Linked DNA regions of Triticum aestivum: region 2 is linked to region 1. The links are chromatin contacts, called in public Hi-C maps. All regions are on one chromosome and are shown on one strand. Each heading gives the region's core, a stretch centred on a gene start, on an enhancer-like site or on the middle of the called end of the contact. The rest is flanking DNA. Distances are from core to core; before and after follow the strand shown.

Region 1 (4,708 bases), core at 662-3,161:
TCCTTGTTACCCTGAGTCTACAAAAAGAAGAATTATAGGATTTTGATCCAAGAGAATCTAGAACGAACGAACAAAATAAACGTGGAAGTAGTGTACTATAGTTATCATGTAGAAGTCTTGAGGGCCTTGAACGCTGGGTGGAGCAACCCGTAATCATCCTTCATATCAAGAGGGTCACTGGTCTCATTCCTGATCCTCTTGATCCTCCTGCTCGCAAGAGACTTGTGCTCAAACCCATACATGTGCAACACCTGGTTATCCCCGAAATTGAAGGCCCGGTCCATCTGCTTGAGGCACCGCTCAACAGGGTAATCCCCAAACTTGGAGCATGGCTTGCACCCGACAAAGTGAGTGACCAGTGGCCACCGATGATCGCCGAGCCCCGGCTGGTAATTCTCAAGCATCTCCTCGTACCTGTCCACCAAGATGCCCCAATAGCCATGGAGGTAGTAGCCATTCTCGAGATACACCTTGTTACCCCATTTCTCACGCTGGGTAGCGAGGATATACACCATGGCGGACTGATCGTCGGCTTCAAAGACCGGTCGGTCCTTGAGGTACTTGGTGAGCACCTTCCCAGCCTCAATACGAACAGGGCCCTTCGGCCCCATGGGCGCCCAGGTGTCGAGGTAATCGAGCGACCATTGGCAGTTGCGCAGCAAGAAGCTGCCGGTGTTGAGACCAATCCAGTTCTTGTCGTCGTAGACCATCTCGTCCCAGCCGTGCAGGATGAAGTTGTAGGGGCCGTAGCGCTCCCACGGCAGCTCGAAGGCCATGTCGGTGAACATGGCGTCGGAGTCCATCCACCAGAAGAACTCGACCTCCGGGTGAGCGAGGAGGAGCGCGCGGAGGAGCGGGAGCTTGGCCCAGAAGCCGGCGAGCTCGGCGTCGAGCAGCGCCATGTTGTAGAAGATCTCGAGGCCGTGGATGCGGCAGTAGTCGATCTTGTTCTTGATGGACTTGAGGAGGTAGTGGTCGCCGACGGGGTTCTCGCAGGGCTTGGGCGAGGACCCCGTGACGAGCATGACCCGCGGCTTGACGTCGTTGAGGAAGGGCGGGGTCTCCGGGTGGCGGCGGTTCCATGCGGCCCGCTGCTCGTCCCAGTCGGAGATCTTGGGGCCGAGCGTGTAGGGCGGGTCCCGGAGCGACCTGGGCTGCGGCTCCGGCTCGTCGTCCCGGGCGGCGGCCTTCCCCGCGGAGGCCTGGGCGGCCTGGGCCTGGGCGTCGGAGGCCTTGGAGCGGGCGTCGTGGTGCTCGGAGAGCGCGCGCTGCGGGTGGGAGATGAAGCGGTGGCGCAGCTCGGTGAGGTCCTGCTGCGGCGTGCCGAACTTGCCCGCCCCGACGGTGCCGCGGAGCACGAGGATGGTGAGCATGAGGCAGACGACGGTGAGCTTGGCGTTCCGGGTGAAGCGCTGGATCTCCCGCATCCGGCGCTCCCCCAGCACCCGCTCCGCCACCCACATTTCTCCCCCGCCCCTCGGATCGAGCACCAAGCCAAATCGAACCGAACAAGAAGACACAGAAATGCAGACGCCTCTAGAGAGTCTAGATCGACGCCGCGGCCGAGCAATGCGGCGGCGTTGCGGGACGGGGACGGGGACGAGGCCGAGGCCGGGGAGGAAGAGGGGAGGAGGAGGTTTAGAGGTGGGGAAGGGAAGGGGAATTAATAAGGATGGGGGCGAGTGGGAGCGCGCGAGCGCGCACGTTGAGGGGGAGCGGATTGCGGTGGGTGTCTGGAGGTGGAGGTGGAGGGGAAATCTGGAGACGGGATCGAAATCGGGTCAATCCGCCGCGGATTCTCGCCTTGGGGAAGGAGGAAGAAGGCCAGAGCAGAGGAAGGAAGGAAGGAAGGAAGGAATGGCAGCGGGACGCGGAGACGAGATGCACCCGATGCTTCTACTCCTCCTTTCCCCTTCCCCCGTGTCGCCTCGCCCGGTAAGTAATACGAGTAATTTATTATCCCTTTGGTATAATAAATCCTCGTTGGTTGGTTTGATTTGATGCGGGCGTCGCGAGGTGATAGGTCAATGACGCGTGGGTCCTGGCGGGACGTGGGGGAAGGAAGGGTGGCCGTTGTTCGTATGCTAGCAGTACAAATTTCTGTCCTGGCGCCTGGCGGTGTGGGTGCGACCGGGTCTGGGTTGCTCTGGCTGGCTGGCTCCGCGGGTAACCGGGTTTGCCCGTTGCTGCTAATGCATTTCTACTTCGATAAGTACCTGCTCGTTACGGATAAAAGCGATGGAAATGTTGCTTTTGTAGCTAAAAATTCCATACCGATTGCAACTTTACACTTGATGTTACAGGTCTAACGATGATACTCACATGTCACCCTCCTAAATTTACAATCCTTTTCATACGGTGAAAAATGATAAGTCCGTTGGAGATTTTAAAAAGAGTAACCGAAACATGGGTAACATGCTACCACTGTCCTGATTTATTAGTCCCCTTCGTATTTTATGCCCAATTTCAACCATATATTTCCTTAACAAAATATAAGTTGTATGTCACAAAACTTATATTGTTGAATTCGTATTTGAAAGAAATTTTCAATGACACTATTTTTTATGGTTTAAAAGTTAATTTTTGGTATTTAAACTAAAGGAAAATTTTTTGACCTAAAATACAAGGGGACTAATAAATCAAAACGGAGGTATAATACGAGTGAATGATACAGATACCAAAGTTTATACTTTAGATAAGCTTATTTATTATTTATATGATCCATAATAGCACCTTATTTATAAAGATATGATATTATAAATAGAGGTAAATACACCACAAGTCACAGAACTTGCACACGACGGTCAGTTTAGTGTATAAACTTGTAAAATACGTGTTTCTAGTCATCTAACTTGTCCTCTTGTTTATATACGGTGCTTTCTATCGTATCCAGCTGTATCATTACGGGTGCCAACGTGATGGGGCGTACAGTCAGTGGCTGAGGTGGCGGTAATCCGCATGCACTGTTTTTTTCTCAGATAGCACCCTTGCATTTTATTTATTTATATGCAGAAAATTCTCAAATAAAAGTAAAAAAATTGTTGCACACAGTGGTTCGCCCCGCATAGAAGCCACCAGACCATGATTCGCCCCGCATAGAAGCCACCAGACCAACTGCAACTTTGCGTTGAACGGAAAAAATTATCTTTATATAACTAGACCACGCGAATTAAAGTAAAATCAAAACGGAGACAAGGTAATCCCCGCTTCGAGCTTGAGGGCGCAGTCCAAAAGAAACCTTTATGCATTCATTTTGAAGTATATTTTCTTTTATGTACATAATTCACATTCAAACAAAAATTTCGTTCATTTGTCCTAAAAAACTATGTACATTCATTTTGACCTATATTTTCGCATATCTAGATTTTCAAATTTTAAATTATTCAAACTCAAAAAAATGATGTTGATTTGTCCAAAGAAATTTATGTACATTAATGCTGCACTATATTTTCTTTTATCTAGATTTTAAAATTAGAAATATTCTAATTGAAAAAAATAGTTGATTTGTCCCAAAAATTTACGTACATTCATTTTACACTATATTTCCTTTTATCTAGATTTTAAATATTTAATTATTTGAAATCAAACAAAAATTATTTGATTTTTTTTTGCGGGGGTAAAGGGAGTTTCATTACGTATGAATAGAGTTACAGTCGAGGGGCCAAATGTCCTCGATACATGGTGGAGCCAAACCAAGCCACACAACCGTAGCTCGTTCGGACCGGCTATATTTCGCCAGATGATCGGCAACTCTATTTTGAAGTCTACTAATCTTTTGTGGAAAAGACTCCCTACTACCGAGCAGATCTTTGATTTCCAGAACGATATGACCGTATCGCGAGTGAACCAACGCACCTTTAGTCAAGCTAGACAGATGTTCATGAAGGTGCTTGCGATGCGTCTCGCACGGTGGATTGACGAACTTGTTGGCCCGGCCCAGTCTGCGTTCATCAAAGGCCGCTGCATCCAGGACAACTTCATGTTCGCCCGAGGGATGGCACACCACTTCCACCGTGTCAAGCGTGCCATGCTTTTCGTCAAGCTCGACATCGCCAAAGCTTTCGATAGCGTCTCCTGGCCATATCTGCTTGACATGCTCCGTGCTCGAGGTTTTGGTCCGAGATGGTGCGATTGGATCTCCATGCTCCTTGCCACCTCCTCGTCGCGTGTTCTGATCAATGGGGTGCCTGGCCGGCCCATAATCCACTGTTGCGGCTTGCGTCAGGGTGACCCTCAGTTGCCGTTCTTATTCATCCTCGCCATGGAGCCCCTCCAACGGCTTCTCGATGTTGCAGTGGACACAGGGGTCATCTCCAAGCTCCAGGGCCGGCTTCCCTCTACGCCGACGATGTTGCTCTCTTCCTCAACCCCGTGAAGACCGAGCTGGCAGCTCTCCGCTCCATTCTTACTGCTTTTGGCCTGGCTTCCGGGCTTAAGGTAAACTTCGAGAAAAGTGTCGTCCTCCCCATAAGGTGCGAGCAGTTGGACGTGCATGACGTGATCTCACCTCTAAGGGCTAGAGTTGAGAGCTTCCCCTGCAAATTTTTGGGGCTGCCGCTGTCGCTTCGGACCTTGCGTAAAGTGGACCTGCAGCCGCTGCTGGACAAGCTCCGCACACGCCTGGCGCGCTGGAAGGCCAGGCTGCTCACCCTTGCTGGTAGACTGGTTCTCCTCAACTCCGTCCTGACTGCTTTCACCATATACTGGT
Region 2 (4,828 bases), core at 1,754-4,253, 130 kb after region 1:
CAATCTACAGGCATTCAAAGAGCAGCAGCAAGCACAACATCCAGCAGCTTAATGGAAGATCAAATCTGAATAAAACAGGTCAAGAAGTGGAGGAGAGGATGCGAGTTCAGGGATTGGGGAGGGTTACCTGCCGTCAGGAGAAGAGGCTGCTGCCTCCTGGTGTGGGGGTGTGGTGGCCGGTCGGATCCAAGCGTCGCCGGCGGCGGCGGCGGCGGCTTCGTTCCAGGAGGTGGCGGCTTCGATCCAGAAGAGACTGGGACCTGGGAGTCCCTCGTTGTTGTTTGGAGAGCTGCGTGCGATTCCTGCAAAAATAGGGTTTCGTTTTGGGCCATGGCTGTTTTTGGGCTGGGCCGTATCCCATCCGTGTCACGTACGTGTCCCGCCGTGTCCCTGGGCTTTTTTCTTTCTTTTTAATCGAAAATCAGGGGATACTGGGGGATACGCGTATCCAGCCGTATCCCGCCGTGTCGACACGGCCAATCGGCAATTCCTGCCGTGTCCGTGCTTTTTAGGTCAGAAACTTTGGTGTGCACAGGAACAGGAATTTCTGCTTGTCTAGTAATTTCAGCAACTTGATAATAGTAATTTCAGTATTGTTTTGCTATTGTAAATTTTAGCTTCTTTTGCCCTGGTGCTTTTGAAACAAAACTGACCAGTTTCTTTGATTTTTAACTAGAGTGATCTGTGCAATACACTCTGTCAAATGGAAAGAATTTGCGATCTCTGCTTTTCATTCTTGTGATTTTACAGGTTCTAGATCTCAAAGAAATGCACTAGGCATGAGCAAAGACATTGGAATTGAAGGACTTTCAGCCTGTGGATCGTCTCTTGTATGATCTTCCATGGTTCTCCCCCGATTAGTTGTTGCGGCTTTGGTGTCCGTCTTTTCCCCAATTGGAATTGAAGGATTTCTGACTTCATGGTTCCTTGTTGGTGTTTGTCTTTGCCCTTTCTTTTTATTTCTCATTTCCTCCATGTAAGTAATTTAATTTCTGCCTTCTTTTTTGGTGTTTGTCTTTGCCATTTCTTTTTTTATTTCTCATTTACAATATATACATTTTTCTTCATATTACTCTTCCTAGTTGCAGCTGTACTTCCCCATAACCGTTCGAAAACATTGGTTTTGTTTCTTTGTTTGTTTGAAGGGAAGAGCCTTTGCTTTCCTTGATCCATCTTTTAATGAGCATTCTGAATTTCACTTGCAGTTTAGTGATTTGCTAGTACATTTTTAATCAATTTGCTTCTAAATTTGTTTCCCTTTTGAAGGCACTGTGTTGTTATCTTTTAAGATTTATCTCTGGTATTTTCTTTTATTCGAACGGATTACACACTTTATAGGATTCTGGGATGCTTTTATTACTCCCATGTTGGTATCTTTTTTTTTTCTTCCTTTATTCATGTGAAACCAGGCACACAATTGCGGTGTCTTTATATTCAAGATTATGGAAGTATGGACTGCAAGGACTCAAGTTGTTAACCAATTTTCAAGCGCTGACATTCCGAACTTAAGGACAGAAGTATGCTAATGATAGTTTTTCTGTGAGTTCAACAGGGTGGATAAGTTCTAGACTTCTTGTTACTAATTTCTTTGATGATGTAAGCAATTCTATTTTTTATACTTCAAATTTACAGTAAAGAGGTTCATGATTTCCAGTCTTTTTTTAGTTGTACTTTTGGCTCCAGGTTGCCTAATTTACTGTGCTCGTCTAGATCATTCACTGTCTCTTGTACTATGTATTTTCAGCTTTTTGGCTCAGTGTTAATTGCTTCCCTTTGTGATGTATATCTTAATGATTGGTCTAATTCTTGTTTGATCCTTTCTTTCAGACTGTGAATTAACAATGATGAAGAAGAAGGCTTTTTTGCATTAGAGAGATGTTAAACTGCTCACACTATGGATAGCGCAGTGCGTATGTTGGTTCAATGTGTGGTCATCTGTATGATAGGCAGTGTGTATGTTGGTTCAATTGTGTCTATAATCCGTAGATGGCACGAGGTACTATACTTGCAAGGTTTTCTTACTATAATTTCAAAGTTTTACACCTGCTTGTCATAGAATGCAAATGGGTCCAGTCCAACCCGCGTACATACATACCAACTCATGACTCGGCGCTGCAAATGGGTGTCTTTGAGACTCGACAAGTTCCGGTCATAATGTCACTGTAATAATCACACAATATGAGTGTAAATTATGCGTAAATACACTATAATTGTAGAAGTTCCAGTTCTAATTTGACTGTAAGTTTTGTGTATCTAGTCTTTAACTTTTAAGATATCACTGTGAGTAGACTGCAAGTTACCAGCAGACTCTAATGGCAGTCTACTTATCACTGTGTTTTTCTCCCAAAAGACTGTAAGTAGGCTGTACGTTGATGCAAGACCTACAGAGGGTACGTTGATGGATCAGTAGGCTTTTTCTTGGATGTGGTATTGCGATAGTTGTAGCTCACATATGTTTGAAACCGGGTCTAGTTCCAACCCGATTAGGATTGGCCTTTCTCCTGATGACATACACACAGCGGAGATGCACAAAAAAGGGACACACAAATACATACAAGTGTCGTTCTTTATTGGTTGGAAAACTTGACTGACGTCCAATTGATTTTCAGTCAAACGTCAAATATACACTCCCTATGTCTAACATATTCAAAATTGAGACAGGCATATGCACTTGCCTCTTCACACGCCATACTCTACTTCCAATTCAGCAGCAAATGAGAATCGTTTCTAAATTTGCTGCACGTCGCCGTGAAAAATACTACGCGGAACGAAAAAAAACCAGGAAAAAAAATCATACTTGGCCGCTGAAGGTCGCGGCGGCGAGCCGGGGCAGGCGTGGCGACGCGGTTGAAGTCCAGCAGTACCCACGGGCAGGGGTGTCAGCGTGGTTGAATTCACGGTCGAGGGTGCCGAGCTGCTTCTGGCACCGAGGAGCAGCAGCCGTCGAGGTCGCGGGGGGGATGGCGGCGGGGGCAAAGAAATAGGCGAAACGGTTTGCTGTTTCTGTTTGGGTGGATGGAAGGAAAACCCTAGCCCGTCCTCCTGGTCCGGCTCAGCCGCGTCCCAAGCGCCACGAGGCGAAACCGACCGGGGTCGCGCCGAGATAGATAGGCCCAGACCACTCTCTCGACGGGAGCTCCCTCAAAACCCTCCCCCTGCCGCGCCGCCGCATAAACCCTTTTCTCCCTCCCCACCCGCCGCCGCCGCCGCGACGACCAACCGCCCAGCGCGGCCATGGCGCCGGCCCCCGCGCCGATTCGCGACCTCCTCACCTCCTTCAGCCCCTCCTCGGACTTCCTCGCCCTCTCGTCCGGCGACGGCCGCATCAAGGTGCGGAATCAAACGCTGCCTATCCACGCCGGAGCGGCTCGGGTTGCCGCTTCCTTTGTTAACCCGACGGTTTGCCTCTGTCGCAGGTATGGGACGCCGTGCGCGGCCACTTGCAGACGGAGTTCGCCGACATCCCCGCGGTGGAGGTCGGGGCGCTCCCCGAGACGAAGCGCGGCCACCTCGCCCTCGACTACACCTGCATGAAGTGGGTACAACTCTCCACCAAGGTGAGGAATCACTCCCATTTCTCCAGCTGTTGCTGTCTGGCGCTGTGCCCGTGTGTTCGTGTGCTGTGCGTCATTGCTCGTGTTTTTTGCCTAGCAGAAGAAGCGGAAGGCTGGGAGTTCGCTGCTCGTGCTTGGGACGGGCAGTGGCGATGTCCTTGCGCTCGATGTTGCTGCGGGCCAGTGGAAGTGGAGGATCAGCGATTGTCATCCTGGGTATGGCTGGTGGTTCAGTGCATTTGTGTCATGCTGGGAGGGGAACCTCGTTGTTCATTTGTGGAAACCACATTTTCTTAGTACGAAATGTACATAATACCATGCCAATTACGAAATTCCTTTTGACGCATTGTTTAAGCACATACCCGCAGCTGTAATCTTGGCTTTGTTTGCTATTTCCTGTTGAGCTTAGGCTCAGATGTGTTCACTTATGTCGGTGTGTGTTTTGTATTTATTCAGGGGTGTGACAGCAGTGGCATACTCGAGGCATGGGCGTAGTGTGTACACAGCAGGCGCTGATGGCATGGTCTGTAAGATTGATGCCTCAGATGGATCTGTTGCAGGGAAATTTAAATCTTCCTCAAAGGCAATATCTGCATTGGCAGTTTCATCAGGTGTCTCTTCTTGATTTATATATCTATTTTCAGTGTTTCACTATTCTCTATGTTGCTAAATCATCCATGTCTTGCTTTTTCATCTGCACTATGGATGTTTTTGCATCTGTGTTATGATTTCTCTTTCAGACATAGTTTAACTGCTCTGAGTTACCCTTACAACAGTAAATAGTTGATGATCGTAATTACCTTTATATTCAACAAATAGATATTAACCATCTTTTATCCATGTTATATCATGTTGGCGCCCTCATGGTGTTGGCCATGTCATGGCCTAGAATCTCTAAATGATCTCCACAGTTTGCTTTTCAAACTATAATGGTAATGATCTATTCGAAGTAGAGATGGAAATGCTACACACCTATTATCTACCAGACACATGGATCCATTTAAAGAAAATCCCACTGTCCTGAAAAATGCCGCTTTTACTTGTTTATAATCCTTTTTTTGTGAAATCCGAACTTTATCTATCTGTTTATATGATATATGCGCAAATGTATGATATTGTTAACATTATATGTATCCTTCGAGCTAAGGGTCTTTTAGTATATAATATATGTCTGTATGTGTATTAATCTTATGCTGCAATGAGGCATGCATGCCCATTTTGTTTTGCTTGTATCTGCTCTCCATACCAATCATTTCCACCCCAGTTCAAAGAAA

What was found. A called contact is a pair of places that touch in the nucleus more often than the background predicts.
Region 2: a contact with region 1 is called in a Hi-C map of leaf, with 2.9 times the contacts expected there. The contact joins the promoter of LOC123085630 here to the promoter of LOC123085628 in region 1. A contact is called at or near these places in 3 of 5 Hi-C or Micro-C datasets (all in leaf) and 1 of 1 datasets of contacts at active chromatin or transcription factors (leaf).

What each region holds. Positions count from the first base shown.
Region 1 is chr4A:140,751,925-140,756,632 of IWGSC CS RefSeq v2.1, forward strand. It overlaps LOC123085628 (probable xyloglucan 6-xylosyltransferase 1), which reads right to left and starts at 1,912. Exons shown (of 1, transcript XM_044507291.1): 1 at 1-1,912. The coding sequence starts at 1,463. The coding sequence ends at 105.
Region 2 is chr4A:140,885,100-140,889,927 of IWGSC CS RefSeq v2.1, forward strand. It overlaps LOC123085630 (programmed cell death protein 2), which reads right to left and starts at 3,004. Exons shown (of 12, transcript XM_044507298.1): 1 at 2,798-3,004. LOC123085629 reads left to right here and starts at 3,091. Exons shown (of 12, transcript XM_044507292.1): 1 at 3,091-3,330; 2 at 3,417-3,557; 3 at 3,655-3,770; 4 at 4,011-4,165. The coding sequence starts at 3,235.